Linked DNA regions of Ovis aries: region 2 is linked to region 1. Evidence: chromatin contacts called from public Hi-C data. All regions are on one chromosome and are shown on one strand. The core of a region is the stretch at or near the end of the contact, and the rest is flanking DNA. Distances in the headings are between cores, read along the strand shown.

Region 1 (3,252 bases), core at 332-2,831:
GAGTTCAAGGTCTGGAATGAAGGAGACTTTGGGGCCTAGAAAAGAAAACAACAGTCTCAAAGGCCCTTGCTGAATCATCTAACTTCGGAGAAAACAAAACAGAACTTTAGGTCCCACCCTGATGCTCCAGGCTGGTTGCATCTATCTGGGACTTATCACCCTCTGTCTAGAAACCTTCCACCCCCTACACCTGCCCAGAAGACTTATCACCCCCCGCCCAACTACAAATGCCATCTCAACTAAAGAATACCCAAAACATCCCGCCTGATTAAAGTTTCCCTTATCGCTTCCACAAACCTCCCTATAAACATGGAGCCTCCCTGATCCCTCTCGGAGCTCACCCTGGTCATTAGGCTGACCGTCGCCCCTCCTTGCCTGAATAAAGGTAACCTACTTCTGTTGAGGTCATCTTTCCTCTTTCTGCCTCGGTCTGAACTATACCTTACACTCTGGAGAAGGAAATGGCAACCTACGCCAAAATTCTTGCCTGAAAAAGCCCATGGACAGAGGAGCCTGTGGGGCTACAGTCCATGGGGGCCCAAAGAGTGTGCACGATTGAGCACACACGCACGCACATGTAAGTTTTTATTTGCACATCCTTTGTAATACTTACAAAATAGTCCTCAATTGATTTAAGCAACTCATATTAAAGCGCAACTCATTTAAGCAACTCATACCGTGGACTTCCCTGGTGGCTCAGACGGTAAAGCGTCTGTCTACAATGCAGGAGACCTGGGTTCCATCCCTGGGTGGGGAAGATCTGCTGGAGAAGGAAATGGCAATCCACTCCAGTACTATTGCCTGGAAAATCCCATGGACAGAGGAGCCTGGTAGGCTACAGTCCATGGGGTTGCAAAGAGTCGGACACGACTGAGCGACTTCACTTTATTAAAGTGCAGTTAGTTTCTTTATAGTTTGTTGTTGTTGTTGTTGTTGTTATTTTGGGGGTTTTAGCTATTACAAATGCTGGATATCCTTATAGCCAAATATTTGTGTAGTTTAAAAATTTCCTTATAAGTTACTAAGATGGAATTATTGGGTCAAAGGATATTGACACTTTTAAGACTTAATATGCACTTACATGTTGTGCCCCAGAAAGGGGGTACCAGTTTACAGTAAGATTGGTAGCATTTTGATAAAAATGGGAGTTATGTCCCAAGCTCACCCATCCTCCATAAGCCAATCCTCACTCCCTGTGCTTAAGCCCTCCTTACATCACGCCTGGATCTACCTTTTCTCCAACCCTCTCCCCTCCAGCTTTTACAGTACACCTTCTGTTCTGGGGCTCAGCTTCAAAGCTCCTCTTAAATTCAGAGTCTCTCTTCATTCCCAAGCTGTGACCGTGAAAAACTTGCAGCTGCCTTAAAAATTACTTTTTTTTTTCCTTCTTAATTCCAGTCTTGAGTGTTGTAATTCAGGAGTTTTAGATTCCTGCCCTAGAGAAATTATTTATACTAACTTAGGGGTCACATACTATGGGTCATTTAAATTTTAGAAAGAGCAGTTTAAACTGTCCTTAAAAATTAGCATTAGAAAACGTAACAAGCTGGCGGGCTGGCGACGGAAGTCCTGCCCCAGGCAGCTTGGCACTGCAGTACCGCCCCCTAGTGGTCCCTTGTGGTGTGAAACTTTGCTGGGCTGGAGCATTTTCAGTTCAGTCCCGCTCAGTCGTGTCCAGCTCTGCGACCCCAGGGACTGCAGCACTCCAGGCTTCCCTATCCATCACCAACTCCCGGAGCATGCTCAAACTTGTGTCCATCGAGTTGGTGATGCCATCCACCCATCTCATCCTCTGTCGTCCCCTTCTCCTCCTGCCTTCAACCTTTCCCAGCATCATGGTCTTTCCCAGTGAGTCGGCTCTTCACATCAGGTGGCCAAAGTATTGGAGCTTCAGCTTCAGCATCAGTCCTTCCTATGAATATTAAGGACTGATTTCCTTTAGGATGGACTGGTTGATCTCCTTGCAGTCCAAGGAACTCTCAAGTGTCTTCTCCAACACCACAGTTCAAAAGCATCAATTCTTTGGCACTCAGCTTTCTTTATAGTCCAGCTCTCAGATCCATACGTGACCACTGGAAAAACCATAGCCTTGACTAGATGGCCCTTTGTTGGCAAAGTAATGTCTCTGCTTTTTAATATGCTGTCTAGGTTTGTCATAGCTTTTCTTCCAAGGAGTAAACATCTTTTAATTTCATGGCTGCTGTTACCATCTGCAGTGATTTTGGAACCCCAAAAAATAAAGTCTGACACTGTTTCCACTGTTTCCCCATCTATTTCCCCTGAAGTGATGGGACCAGATGCCATGTTCTTATATTTTTGAATGTTGAGTTTTAAGCCAGCTTTTTCACTCTCTTTTACTTTCATGAAGAGGCTCTTTAGTTCTTCGCTTTCTGCCATAAGGGTGGTGTCATCCGCATATCTGAGGTTATTGATATTTCTCCCACCAATCTTGATTTCAGCTTGTGCTTCATCTAGCCTGGCATTTCACGTAATGTACTCTGCGTATAAGTTAAATCAGCAGGGTGACGGTTTACAGCCTTGACGTCCTCCTTTCCCGATTTGGAACCAGTCTGTTGTTCCATGTCTGGTTCTGCTGCTTATTGACCTGCATGCAGGTTTCTCAGGAAGCAGGTAGGTGGTCTGATAGTCCCATCTCTTTCAGAATTTTCCACAGTGATTATAGGACTCTCAGAAAAGGTAGCGATCACTTTTTATTCTTTTAAGGAAGGTCTTTGGAGGGAAAATGAACAAGTAGGAAGAGGATGACCGCTGGCTCAAATATCCTCGTCCCTCCGGAGATGGAAAGACAGGCTATTCCACAGCACCCCCTCCTGCTGTGTCCTCTTGCTGGTTTTCCCCTGCCTAGGTAGGCAGAGGGGGCAAACGGCTTATATAAGTTACAGAGGTGCTGGGGGTTGGAGTGATGGTTAGTTGGAGGAGGTGTCTGAGTCCTAATTGTTTTCTACTTTCTTCAGTTTGTGATGAAACTATTCGCAGTGTTGAGTGCTGATAACCATTCTTCGTGTGATAGAAGTCCTAGGACGCCTGTATCAGAGTGCTTGTCTCACTGAATTGTAATTTTTTATATGTTTACTTTTCAAGACAGAGTGTTTTCTGCATCCTGAGCCTTGCAGCTGCGGAGCACAATAGGAATCCAGTAGTACTTATTGAGGAATCTTGATGGGTTTTTTGAGAAAAGGACTGTGTTATGTAAAGAAACTTTAAGCTCTTAACTTTAACCACATTTATCCT
Region 2 (3,528 bases), core at 201-2,700, 44 kb after region 1:
TGAAACAACTTAGCAATAACAGTAGCAACACCTATTAACATATTGCAGGATGTAGAGCTGACTCATTTGAAAAGATCCTGATGCTGGGGAAGATTGAGGGCAGAAGGAGAAGGGGACAACAGAGGATGAGATGATTGGATGGCATCACCGACTCAACGGATATGGGTTTGGGTGGACTCCAGGAGCTGATGATGGACAGGGAAGCCTGGTGTGCTGCGGTTTGTGGGGTTGCAAAGAGTTGGACACAACTGAGCGACTGAACTGAACTGAGGACATTTCTTGGGCAATAGTGGCTTTTATCACTGTAGAGAGAAGGGACTTTTATCACTGTGGGGATTGTCTGATAAAAGGTCCATCAGTTGGTAGGAGGGGCTGTGCCCAGATTCACCTTCCCCAAGACTGGTGTCCAAGCCCACCATGTTTGTTAGCCCCTGGATAAGGTCAAGCTCAACCCATAGAACAGGAAGGCACATGGCTCCTGGTACCTTTAGCTGAAACCCAGCTCAAGCACGCTTTTCCCCAGGGACCTGTCAACTGGCTCATCCTCTGCCCTCTGGTTCCTGAGCCAAGTGACACTTGGTGTTTGTCCAGAGCCTCTTAGAGGGCAGTTCCTTATGAACTTCTCAGGAACATCAACCCCACAAGCCTGGCTTTGTTTTCTCACTGTCTTACGTCTCCCTATTGGAATTTTACCTTCTAGGGCAGCAGTCCCCAACCTTTTTGGCACCAGAGACCAGTTTCATGGAAGATAGTTTTTCCATGGACCCGGACCAGGTTGGGGGGATAGTTTGGGGATGATTTCAAGTGCATTACACTTACTGTGCACTTTATTTCTATCATTATTACATCAGCCCCATCTCAGACCATCAAGCATTAGATCCTGGAGGTTGGGGACCCCTGTTCTAGGGGACCAAGGACACTGCCTTCTCACTATGTTGTCTCAGCCCCTCACTCCGACAGCAGTGCTGAGCCAACAGGAAGAGCCCAGATCATTCTTATTGGCTTGAGTGTGAAGGAGCTGGTGATCCTGGGTTTGGTGCAGGGAGGAGTGAGTGGTGATGTTGCTAATCCCTTGATTTATTACCAAAGCCTTCCCCTGGCCCCAAGCAGAATAGAAGGACGCCCCAGAGGCGACAGGACTGTGGGGTACGATGCATGGAGCTGACTGGATCGTTGCGTCCTGAGAGTCAGAGCGACTGTCACTGCCGCCGATGGTTCATCTTTATTGGTTTCGATGGTGATTCAATGTCATTTGGGATTCAGGTCTCATCTCCATCTCTGAGATCATCTGAATAACAGTGTCATGGGCAAGAGTGGAGACAAAGCATCCACAGGCAGCCTGGATCGGACGCTATAAATCTCAGAGGAGAGCCTGGCCTTCCGAGCTGGCAGGTTTGAGGCTGAGCGGAGGCAACGGAGCTGGCAGTGGTTGCCTCCACCCCAAGTGACCATGAGAGGTGCCGCGCGAGTCTCAGTGATACTCCTCTTGGTGACCGCGTCCGACTGTGCCGTGATCACCGGGGTAAGTCGTCCAACATTCTCTCTGCCCTGGGTTTTGGGATGATGTCAGGGTCTGCATGGGACAGGACCCAGGAACCACACAGGAGGCAAACCAAGGGCATGGGAGCCAGTTCCAGACCACACTTCTGAGAGGCATCTCACAGGGTTTTCACGTTAGTTAGACCTCGATAAAGGGGATCTGCTTCAGAGAAACTGTGTAAATCAAATTCTGCTTTCAATAAATGAGGAGAGCATTGCAAATTCTGAAGTTTGGACCTTTGGTCAAAAGAAGATTTTTGAGTAATAAAGAATCTTTCATAAAGTGGATTAGCACTAATTTATCTTTGGTGTAAATTTTAGTTTTCATGCATGGTTTGGTTCACATGTCAAGTGTAATTTTCATAGCAAGTTGAATTAATTAAAGGCTGTGACCTTATTTAGCTTCTGTTGGGTATGTTTAATCTCTGCTTTCTCTACTCTTAAGAAAGTCGATTTTGAAACTCTTTCTTTCCCCGTGCAGTTTATATGTTTTAACTCTGTGCCCAGTTGATAGGAATAAAGGTGACGCCAACAATTGGCTAAGTGACCCAGAAACAAGTGTTGGATAACAAGCAGAAATCCAGCCCCACTGTGGGTGCAGGCACATTGTAGTATTCAAGACATCCCAATAGTGGTTCTCCCTCAGAAGTTTGACTTCCCCTGGACCCACCCTCTCATGGGCACAGGTTGTGTGATGGTGATGCGACCATTCTTATAAAAACAGAAAGTAATGACTGACCTGGAAGGTTTCTAGATAAAAAGCCACTAGAACAATAAAAAAGAGACATTCACTTTTGTTTCAACTTCCTCCAGCTTTTTACACAGAAAATGGAAATGTAGAGAAGGCCAAACCATTCCTGGAACTGGATTAACTGTAGTGTTCACAGAAAGCGAAGTCTCTTTCTTCTCCCTTTTAGAGGAAAAAGACCGAGTTTCAAAGCAGAACAAACATCAAAGGCCAGCCAATGCTTTTGGGACCCAAACCATAAATACAACTGTCAGGACAGAATTGCACCTAATGAATGTGAACTACAGAAGGCTGCCCTCCTCTCGTGCAGCTTGAAGGTTGGGAGGGTGAGAGCAGAGGGTAGAAGCCCTGGTTACCCCACCAGGCAGCAGGCTGACCAGTGATGCCACACCTCTGTGGCAGAAGAGTCAGGTGGAGTCCACTCAGCGCTGACCCTGAGCTTTCAGGGACCGGCTGACTAGGTTGGAGACCAGATGACTGCCCCCTGCACCTCCTCGGAGTGTCGAGCAGCCCCAGCATGCCCCGCTTTACTGCAGTGCCCCACAAGGCAGCCAGAGGGCACTCCATGGCCCAGTAGAGAAGAAGTGAAGTGAAAGCTGCTCAGTCGTGTCCGACTCTTTGCGACTCCATGGACTATATGGCCCATGGAATTCTCCAGGCCAGTATACTGGAGTAGGTAGCCTTTCTCTTCTCCAGGGGGAATCTTCCCAGCTCAGGGACTGAACCCAGGTCTCCCCCATTGCAGGCGGATTCTTTACCAGCTGAGCAACAAGGGAAGCCCAATGGAAAAGGGCCAACCCAAACCCAGCTCCCAGCTTCAGCTGAGAGAAGCCACAGATCTCTGAAATGGGAAGGTGGGGTGCTTCAACAAGGTGGCTTCTCCTGAGTCTGGAGAAGTTTAGTTCTGTTTTCCTTAATGTAGGCTTTTGCTTAAAGCAGGTTTGTGTGGGTCTTCCCTGGTGGCTCAGATGGTAAAGAATCTGCCTGCAATTCGGGAGACCCGGGTTCAGTCCCTGGGTTGGAAAGATCCCCTGGAGATGGGAAAGCTAACCGACTCCAGTACTCTTGCCTGGAGAATTCCATGGACAGAAGAGCCTGGCAGTCTACAGTCCATGGGGTCGCAAAGAGTCAGACACAACTGAGCGACGAAAACACACATAGATGGTACCTTTCAGAAACCAGGCAGGGCCACACAGCCCCTGCTCTGGGAGCCCAATCCAGAGGAGTCCATGCTAGAGGAG

What was found. A called contact is a pair of places that touch in the nucleus more often than the background predicts.
Region 2: a contact with region 1 is called in a Hi-C map of liver, with 2.3 times the contacts expected there. The contact joins the promoter of PROK1 here to the enhancer-like site in region 1. A contact is called at or near these places in 10 of 16 Hi-C or Micro-C datasets (hypothalamus, liver, mixed tissues and 5 more).

The regions. Positions count from the first base shown.
Region 1 is chr1:87,717,645-87,720,896 of ARS-UI_Ramb_v3.0, forward strand. It overlaps LOC132658082, which reads left to right. Exons shown (of 2, transcript XM_060401415.1): 2 at 1-403. Among named protein-coding and RNA genes, the nearest start is that of LAMTOR5, 11 kb to the left of the region's middle. Within about 2 kb of position 1,582, at least 1 of the 54 cell types and tissues checked has an H3K27ac peak or open chromatin away from gene starts, as enhancers often do. A contact at or near this core is called in liver, where this site is marked.
Region 2 is chr1:87,761,360-87,764,887 of ARS-UI_Ramb_v3.0, forward strand. PROK1 (prokineticin 1) reads left to right here and starts at 1,451. Exons shown (of 3, transcript XM_027964841.3): 1 at 1,451-1,522. The coding sequence starts at 1,451. It overlaps LOC114113153 (a long non-coding RNA gene), which reads right to left. Exons shown (of 2, transcript XR_003588202.3): 2 at 1-2,449.